Regions from separate parts of the Sus scrofa genome. Here all the other regions are linked to region 3. A link is a contact called in public Hi-C data. All regions are on one chromosome and are shown on one strand. The core of a region is the stretch at or near the end of the contact, and the rest is flanking DNA. Distances in the headings are between cores, read along the strand shown. Region 1 has its middle 230 kb from the start of WDR72. Region 2 has its middle 280 kb from the start of WDR72. Region 3 has its middle 240 kb from the start of ONECUT1.

What was found. A called contact is a pair of places that touch in the nucleus more often than the background predicts.
Region 1: a Hi-C map of liver shows a contact between it and region 3, with 2.5 times the contacts expected there. The contact joins two enhancer-like sites. A contact is called at or near these places in 2 of 47 Hi-C or Micro-C datasets (epiblast stem cells and liver).
Region 2: a Hi-C map of liver shows a contact between it and region 3, with 2.3 times the contacts expected there. The contact joins two enhancer-like sites. A contact is called at or near these places in 3 of 47 Hi-C or Micro-C datasets (liver and skeletal muscle).

The regions. Positions count from the first base shown.
Region 1 is chr1:118,170,515-118,174,012 of Sscrofa11.1, forward strand. No RefSeq gene overlaps it. Among named protein-coding and RNA genes, the nearest start is that of WDR72, 230 kb to the left of the region's middle. Within about 2 kb of position 1,352, at least 2 of the 83 cell types and tissues checked have an H3K27ac peak or open chromatin away from gene starts, as enhancers often do. A contact at or near this core is called in liver, where this site is marked.
Region 2 is chr1:118,228,108-118,231,427 of Sscrofa11.1, forward strand. No RefSeq gene overlaps it. Among named protein-coding and RNA genes, the nearest start is that of WDR72, 280 kb to the left of the region's middle. Within about 2 kb of position 1,989, at least 5 of the 83 cell types and tissues checked have an H3K27ac peak or open chromatin away from gene starts, as enhancers often do. A contact at or near this core is called in liver, where this site is marked.
Region 3 is chr1:118,675,697-118,678,978 of Sscrofa11.1, forward strand. No RefSeq gene overlaps it. Among named protein-coding and RNA genes, the nearest start is that of ONECUT1, 240 kb to the right of the region's middle. Within about 2 kb of position 1,610, at least 2 of the 83 cell types and tissues checked have an H3K27ac peak or open chromatin away from gene starts, as enhancers often do. A contact at or near this core is called in liver, where this site is marked.

The DNA.
Region 1 (3,498 bases), core at 102-2,601, 510 kb before region 3:
AGGTAGCGCACAATAAATATGAAATTCTGACATCTTGAAGTTTATTTCAAAAAGTCATTTAAATTTTGCATGCATGCACATTTATGTTGGCTAAATATGTAAAATTTTATTTTCTATTTAAATTGATTTTTAGTGAGGTACAACTGAAATGCAATATTATATTAGTTTCAAGTGTACAAACGGTGATTAAACATTTATATACATTGTAAGATTGTCACCATACTAAATCTAGTTACCATCTGTCACCTTATAAACTTAATATTATTGACTATATCTCCCATGCTGTATATTACATCCCCATGTCTTACTTATTTTTATCTCTGGAAGTTTGTACTTCTTAATCCCCTTTACCCATTTCACCTCCCTCCAAATGCCCTCCCTATGGCAACAACCAAACTCTTCTCTGTATCTATGAGTGTGGGATTTTGTTCTGTTTTTTTTTGTTTGTTTGTTTTCTTTTCTTTAGATTACATATACAAGGGAAGTAATGAGATATTTCCCCTTCTCTGCCTGGGATTTGTTACTTAGTGTAACACCCTTGAGCTCTGTCCACATTGTTGCAAACGGCAAAATTTCATTATTTTTTATGGCTGAGTAGTATTCCTATATCTCTACCTATCTATTCACATCTATATACCACATCTTCTTTATTCAATCATTTGTTTATGGATAGTTAAGTTTTTTCTATATCTTGACTAATATAAACAATGCTTCAGTAAACACAGGGTGCATATATCTTTTCAAATTAGTGTATAACTTTTCCTCAGATAGATACTCAGTAGTGAAATTGTTGAATCATATGGGAGCTTTATTCTTAACATTTTGAGGAAACTTCATACTGTTTTCCATAGTAGTTGTACTAATTTACATTCCCACCAACAGCGTTGGGGGGTTCCCTTTTCTCCACATTCTTACCAACACTTGTTATTTCTTGTCTTTTTCATAATAGCCATTCTGACAAATATAAGGTAATATCTCAGTGTTGTTTTGATTTGCATTTCCCTGATTATTAGTGATGTTGAGCATCTTTTCCTGTTCCCATTGGCCATCAGTATGCCTTCTTTGGAAAAAAAAAAAATGTCTATTCAGATCCTCAAAAAAAAAAAAAATCAGATTGTTCGTGGTTTTGTTATTGAGTTACAGAAAATTTTTAAGTTATATTTTGGATGTTAATCTCATATCAGAAATATGATTTGCTAATATCTTCTCCTATTCAGTAAGTTGCCTTTTTTTGTGGGGGAGTGTCCTGGAGTGTTACAATTGCCCATGTGCACGGACATTAGCTAGAGGGCAGTATAATGCTGCCCCTATTCCTGTTCACTGCCCCCTGCCAAGGAGCAACGAAGTGCCACAACTGCCTGACCTGTCTGGCTTCAGCAAGGCAGCAGGATAGTACCTGACCTGAGTGCCCTCCCCAACCTGTTTTAGAAACATGGCCAGAAGGTGCCACATTTAAGCTTGTGGCTTCTGCCATCAGGTTAGGTTGAGGATGCAATGATAGCATTTGCCAAAGCCTCTGTCACCAGGGAGTATTCTGACTGCTTTCCACTTCTCCAGCCAATCCTTTTTAGATTAGCGAATGAATCTCCTTTACATATAGTCTAGGCTTCTTTCAAACTGTGGGTTTTTCACTGGGTCTCAGGCCAAGTGAGACCTCATACAAGCCCTTGGAGAGGGGAATCTCAGTTTCCTACAGCACTTAGGTCCCTTGGATATCAGCTCTGTTGCTTTTCCAAGCCAGACATTTGGGGGGCCTGTCTCTTCAGTGCAAATCCCAGGGGCTGCGATGCCTGATGTGGGCGGCAACCAGTTTCCTCCAGGAGAAGCACCCATCTGGTGCGATCCTTCTCTATTGTTTACATATGTCCCAGGGGCGGGTCATCATACAGTCCTTTTATCCCTTGTTGAAGACAGCAGTTCATCTAGTTTTCAGATTTTTTTCAGAGGAAAATAATCCATATATAGCTGTAGATGTGGTGTGTCCCTGGGAAGAGATGAGTTCAGGATGAGTTCCTATGCTGTCATCTTGGACTCCCCCTAACATTTTAATAGCTAACATTTACTGAACATTCTGGGGTGTATTTTGCTTAAGTACTTTACAACCTCTTTGCACAGTAGATATCAAAGGTAAATGGATATTTAAATTTTATACAATAGGAAAGGAAATAAAGAGAAAGCTTTAACTATTTTGTAGACAAAAAATTCTTATAGTTGGACAGAAACTCTATGGTAACTGAATCCATTAATTGAACTTAATGGTGGAGTTCAATAAATTTCTTTTTTATTTTATTCAATTTATTTAAACAAAAAAACAAAACAAAAAAAAACTGTTCAGGCATTGTTTCTTAATCTTAACAGCCATTTTATGAGACAGTTTCTAGTCTCATTTTATAGATGAGGAAACAAAAACATAGAAAGCTTGGTAATTTTCCAAAGGTCACATAGCTAGTAAGCTGTGTAAAAAGAATTTAGATATTACAGTGCAGTCTGTACACCTGCAGGCTTTGTACTTAGATTCTGTGGAATCATTTAGAGTCTTTTATAACTGCATGTCTTATCTGTGGTCCCCAGTTTTTCACTAGGGGTATGAGAACTACAATTTGAAAAGCATGAAACTATTTTATCAACTTCCACTCATTTGGGAGAAACTAATAGAATCAACAGCAAGAATGTCACCATTTAAAAAAATTAGGAAATAATTGATTTGATTAAAAAGAAACAATAAGTTTAATCACAACTGCAGCATTAATGTATAAATACCTTTGTGTTAATTACCTAGAAACCCTTAGTAGCCGGTCACTTTGTAAGCAGTGGGCTAGGGCTAGATCTTTTGCTGAATTTACCAGTTAGACTCCCAAAGCATATATAGATGGGATTAATTGCAATCTACCATGTGCCAACCCCTCCTTTAGCTCTGTTTGTGATATTTTACTTCCAAACATAACTCTTTGAAGTATTTTTTTAATGCCCATTTTACAGATTTAAAAAGTATAGTACTTGAGAGGATAAGTAATTTGCTTAGATTACCCAACTAATGAATCATAGGACTAGGAGACTTGCAAGCTGAGACAGTTAGACTCTACAATCTGTGCTTTTAACGGTTATTTTATATTTCTGGCCCCCTTCACCATCTTTTGTCCTTATATTTGACAATGCAAGAGCCAAACTTTATGGCCACTTTCAACCTTCCATTTTTTAGATGCCTTTAGTAGTATCTGGACTCCCATCTATCCTCATGCTATGGTACTTGTTATCTTTGCATCAACTGCTAACCTATGTTGTGGGGTTCAGTGGGTAAAAGTATTGTACTTTCTGGGAGATGTCAGTGTGGTATACACCCATTGTGCTCCTGTGCAAACAAGAACTTTTGACCAGTTAAGTGGCCTTTCGAGTTAGAAAAGCTAACTGGAATGGACTTCCAGCCAGAACATCAGGGTTCTTTCATGCATTACGTCGAAGTCCTTCAGTGGTGTTTCTTGATCAAAAAAACAATTTAAG
Region 2 (3,320 bases), core at 739-3,238, 450 kb before region 3:
AGGACAATTGAGAGATTTATTTTGTGCGTGTTTTAGGACATATTTTCATAAGTCATCAACTGAAGTAAATAATATTTGTCTCACACTTTCCATTATGTAATAGTTATTTTTTTTCTATATGCATTTAGAAAATGTGTGTCCTTCCTGGTCGGCATAAGCTGCCTAATGCAATCTCTTCTCTCTGTGTTGATACTGACCTTTCACCTGAGATACCTTCTTCCTTGTGTGACCCATTCCACGTGTCATTAGAGCATCTCAATAGTTAAATTTTTACATGATGGAGAATGCACCACTGAAGAGCAAACATTTTTGAGATTTTTTTGGATCTGTTTTAAAACTGTAGCTTGGATATTATCAGATTCATACGTTTACACTGTGCTGTGTCCCACGCAATTTGTAAATATTTGATAAATGTTACCTTTTAATTTCTGATAACATTATGAAAGTGTTAAGAAATGTTATGGCTGATAACCTCTTTCTGAGCCTAAGATTCACATTTACCAAGCAGAGTTATTGATTGACTAGAGCAAAATTATTTTGTTTTCAGGGAAACAAAGTCTCTCAGAGACCACATTCAAACTTTCCCTTCATTTAATTGTACCTTTTCCAAGGACAGAGATAAGATTTTTTTTCCCCTTCTGATTCTCAAGCAGGTCAACCTGGGTCTACAAAGACCAAATATTTATGGACATATGTGAATATGCAGTTCCCTAATGACAAATGTGTGATAATATGTCAGAATGAAAGATTTTTGAGACAGTAATGTTGACTGTCTGAGTTGGGCATTTACTTAAGCTGTGTTGCTGGGAAGCGAGTACCTGGCCTTCAATCAAATAAAGCATTCTCTAATGAATGAGTTCACATTCTGAAGTATAACCTCCAAGATCAGGACATTCAGGTACAAATGAATCATCCTTTGTAGAAAGAGTTGGCGATTTTTACACAAGCCTGAGAATACTTTATTCCAAGTATATGCCTCATGTGGATCATACTTGGCTGGTTTAGATTAACAAAGAACCATCAAATAATGAATTGAAATTTGACAGGAAAATGTTTTTAAGATCTGCACACCACAATATGTGATTCTACTTATATAAATTATAAAGATATAAAAATATATTTTATCTTATTAGAATACAAGATATTGGTTACCGTGGGGGTGGAGACCAGAAAGCGCCTGATGGACAGATTCTAGAGTGCCAGTAAGGTCTTGTTTCTTAATCTCTATAATATTTACATAAGTGTCCAGTTTGTGAAAAGTCACTGAGCTTTATAGTTATGGCATGTACACATGTATGTGACAAAAATTTTTATTTTCAACTTTCATATATATTTAATAAAAATTATACACATATATTAAAGTGTGCATATGTCTTGGTAGATTTTTTTTGGCCACACCCACAGCATGTGGAAGTTTGTAGGCCAGGGACTGCACCTGTGTCACAGCAGTAACCCAAGCTCGTACAGGGACAATGCTGGATCCTCAATCTGCTGTACCACGAGGGAACTCCTGTCTTGGTACCTTTTAATTCTGTTTAAAGAAATATTTATTTTCTTTAAGTTCAATGGATCTTTTGAGTAAACATACTTTTATTCTCCTTGAAGTTGACATATGAACACTTAATACACTTTTTTTTGAAGGAATTGTTATATCTAGCTTAATTTTTGTGTAACTGTTCATAAAAGTGAAAACTTATTCTCACAGCATCACCAAGCTCTAAGCTCCCTGAGGTAGGAGACATGTCCTGTTTATATCCTTAGAGTCTGCTATATGGTAGGTAATCAGTAATTACTGAATCAAATACAAAAGATCAGGCAGAACAGGATACCTGATATTCTCTAACCCTGACCTCTAGTCCCTTCAGTCTCTTTCCACTTGATAGTTCATAACATTGAGTACTAAAGGAAGTTAAAGCATAACTACTTCTGCTGTGGCCAGTTACATGATATGCAGGAACCCAACCTCAAATCAGGAGATATTGCACAAGGGCCAGGAAGTAGTCAAGGACAAGAACTGAGTAACTTCATCAGCCTTTGGTAAACAGGAGCTAGCACAATGGCCACGCAAAACAGGACAAGCTCAAAGTGCAGTGTCATGGCCAGATGTCTCCTTTCACTGGAATGTACACAGGTGCCCCTTAGGGACCTGCCTTGCAGGAATGTTTACAATGAATATTTACCAAATGGTTTATGGCATATATGCTTTGCCTTTTTTTACTCTCATAATAATTTCATGATATAGGTAATGTTATCCCTGTTTTATAGACAAGGAAATTGAAGTTTAGCAAAGTTAAGCAATTCACTCTTACCACGTAAATGACCACAGAAATGTAACTCAAACCTAAGTCTGGCTGACACTAGATCCCATGAACTGATGATATCACACATTTAAAAAGAAAAAAAAAAAAAAAAAAAACTCTGAAAACTCAGAATTATTCCTTTTTTTTTTTTTTTTTTTTTTTTGTCTTGTTTTTTTTAGGGCCACACCCTCAGCATATGGAGTTCCCAGACTAGGGGCCTGATTGGAGCTGTAGCTGCTGGCCTACACCACAGCCACAGCAACACTGGATCCAAGCCACATCTGTGACCTACACGACAGCTCATGGCAACGCTGGATCCTTAAGCCACTGAGCAAGGCAAGGGATCCAACCCGCATCCTCATGGATGCTAGTCGTATTCATTAACCTCTGAGCCATGACAGGAGCGCCACAACTCATAATTATTCTGATTAAGCCCATAAATTTAAAAAAATGTATATTTGGAGAGATATTGGAGTCTTCTTTATTATTTTTTATTTTCTGGATGATTTTTTAATTGCAAAAAAAGTTAAATAGAGATTGTCTCTGCTTTCTTTTCAAGGATAATTAATGTTGATTCAGATCCTTTGCTGCATGTATCTTATTTTATCCCTCACAACAACTCTGGAAAGAAGGTACTTTCATTATCTCTATTGAATAATAACCTGACTGAGGAGTTCCAAGGTTAAGTAACTTTCTTGGGGCCACTCAGCCAATGAGTAGCTCTTCTAGGTTTGGGAACTAAGTCTCTCCCACTCCACAGTCCAGGATGCCAAATAGCTTTCCTCTCTAGGGCTAACCATGGTCTAGCTGCCTGGAGTTCTGTGCTGAAATGCACTGCGAGGCCACTGCAGACCTCCAAAGGAAAGAAGGCTGGTATATACTAGTCAGGCCCGCCCCTTCTTTGTTATCCCTGTGATCTACTCTTTCCATAACTCACTTTTTTATGCCTCTGGAGCTCTACCAGTATTTAATTATCATAGGCCTTGTTATGATTCTCAACTTGCAAGGCATAGACATAAG
Region 3 (3,282 bases), core at 360-2,859:
CATGAATCTATCTTGTTTTAAAGGGTTAAAAACAGTCAAATGAATTTAGTCATTTTGAGTGTCCTTCCAAACCACTTCCAGTCAAGTAAATTTGTTATGAGTTTGACTAATTGTACTGGTTCTCTTCCTGTTCAGTGACACATTTCATTCTTTCCTTTTCTTCTTTTTTTAGGGCTGCACCCACAGCATATGGAAGTTCCCAGGCTACGGGTCAAATCAGAGCTGCAGCTGCCAGCCTATGCCACAGCAACATGGGATCCAAGCCTCGTCTGCGACCTACACCACAGCTCATGGCAATGCCGGATCCCTGACCTACTAAGCGAGGCCAAGGATCAAACCATATCCTCATGGATAGTCGGGTTCACTTTCACTGTGATACAATGGGAACTCCCACAGCTCATTCTTTTTAATACATTAATACTGTTTTAGTGCATGTTTTCACCAAGGTACCTTGGGATGTTCCCTCTTCTGAGAATGCTACCACACTGGATGCAAAGACCAAAGTGAGAGTGAAGTGCCCCAGCTATACTATGGCAGATCTGAAAATACAGATTCTCCACAGAGCAAGGTGAGCCCAGCAGCCCCACCTGACAGCCACCTCAGGTTTCACCCTAGATCCTCTACACCCAATATAAGAAGGAACCAGCGTAGTGGTCAAGGCCACATGGTCAGAACTATGGCAGCAGTGAGGAAGCCAACTGTGGCATTGGACTCAAAATCTCTGATACTAAGAGTCAGTTCTTTCTTTCTTCCTCCGAGTGAATTTTTGTTTCTTATCACCTGCGTGTGTGCGCACATGCACACACACACACACACACACACAAACACACACCCCTTGTCAATAATCACAGTAATAGTTGACATTTACTGAGAGCTTTCAGCATACCAGGCCTTATTCCAGGACTTTTATATGTGTTTATACACATGACCCTACAACCACTTGATGAAACAGGTACAATTTCTATCCCCATTTTACACATGAAAAAACTAAGCATCAAGCGTTTAGGCAACTTTCTCAGGCCCACCCAACTGGCAAGCACTAAGGTTGGGATTCTAATAGAAAGAAGCCCTACTTTCAGTCATGACACTGTTCTTCCTCTCTGACAATGGCTATGGCATCACCTTCCATGCTCCTGGAGTTCATTAGGAAGTTTTACATGCCATCTTAGGACCTAGAATTGAAGTCAAACACTGCCCTGAGCACATGCGTCTGACCAGCTGTAATAGGGAGATGGGAGATCTCAAAATTTGATCCAATCACATCAGATTTTGCTGTAACATCATGAATGAGCATGATCCAAGTAAGCTAAATGTGAAGAGTAGCCAAACCCCTGCAAACACATGAATCCTGCTTTATTTACTATGAGTCCAGAAAGTACCATGACATCACAAAAAGGCCTAATTTGGAATCCTAAAAAGGAAAAGAAAAAGTACATATTCTGCCTTGGAAGCAGATAAAATCAATGGGAAGGGGGATTTTTCAGGAGTTTCTGTATCCCAAAAGGGGGGGGGGCATCCACAGTAGGACATGCTAGTGGATTGTCTTCAGTGGCTGAAGTGTCTACAACTGCCCAACAAGGTAAATCAAATCTGCTGCCAATACATTCTTCTGCTGTCCAGATAAAACGGCAGACTAAGCTGGTGAACTTTCACCCTTCACCCGCGCTCTTCAAGCCAAAGTACAGATTAAAAAAAATCAATAACCCCAATCGATGGGAAAATATTTTTAGTCTCTAACTGAACGATATGTTTTGACAAGGCCAAAGAGGAGCACAAAAGAATGGCAAAAGATAAAAGACAGAAAATTAGGAATTTGCCTTACTGAGGGAGGTGGAATCACCAATCACTTTCTTTTTTCCTTGCTGACATTCGTCTAAATTATCTCCCAGCAAGGAAATAAAGTGTAAGGAGATGAATTTATAAAATGGCATGATTCACTGCCAAACACCTAAAAACCTATTATTGCTACCATTTTCTGTTGCCATTTCCAAGAAAGCAATCTAGAGAAATGCCCATGTTCAGAATAGAGTCAGAGGAAAGAGCATTTCCCCAAAGTGGATAGAACAGACAATGGGATAGGGCCTCCCACCCCCTAGACAACCTAGACATCGCATCCAATACTAAACATGTCAGAAAGTGTTTAAAATCCACCCAATTTGGCTCCAATTTCTCTCAAAATAACCATTGTTTTTCATAACCCAATACCCTGGAGGTCCTTTCATAACTGAGCAAATTAACCACGTAATATCACTTTGTCTTCTAGCCCCTTAAGCAGTAATTTATTTTTGAACACAGATCTGGGCCTGGTATATTTCCAAAATTTATTTCATTTTTTTCTATTGTGAATAAATGTGATAAAGAACCATGAGACCCTGAATAAAATAAACAGAAATTATCCAGCATTTGTTTGCTCTTCTTGTCAAAGAAAATCCTGAACATAAAGAATCAATTTACCAATCAATTAACATTTTCAATAGTTTATAGCTGTAACAACAATTTGTGAACAGATAGATTTATGGGATAAATCCAATAGGCTGGAAGTTGGAAAGTAGCAACCAATTTTACTTATCGATGTATTTCCTTCTCTTCTCCACATCCCTTCCCAACATCAATTGCTTGTCTTTGACAAGCCAATATTTGATAAGCCTTTGGCATGCATTTAATAACTATCATTTTGCTATAATTTCTTATTTGTCCCTTTACCATAAGTTAAATACACATTTCTTATATAAATATATACCGCCAGGCTGGTGGCTACATCTATGTAATGGCAACCAATTCAACCCATAAAAATCAGTCAATTAAGTTAAAAAAAAAAAAAACAGTTGCCAAACCAATGGCTTGGCATCATATATTTTGGCAGTCAAATATCTACTCAATATCTATTTGATTGGCCAACTTGTTACACTGTTAGTAACTTGTTTTGTTGTTGAGATTGACATAGACTCTATAATGGCAATCATTCTGGCAGGATAAAAAGATTTGGACAGTCCAGTTCCCTGGGACTCTTCCATAAGATCTTGTGACCAGTCTTGAACACTCAAATTCTGTTTATGCAAGTGATAGAAATCTTCACAGACTGTGGCTACCCTCGCTTTACAGATTCTTCAGCATATTTACTACTCACACTTTTATAATCTAAACAATGACTTCTCTTGTCTCTGGTAATAAAGATCATATAACACTTGCTTCTCTTTCCTGAGCATTTACTTCTTGCCATGCTGTCCTTCCTTAGCATTTTTTACAAACCTGATCTCATTTATCCTCACAACAAAACTACAA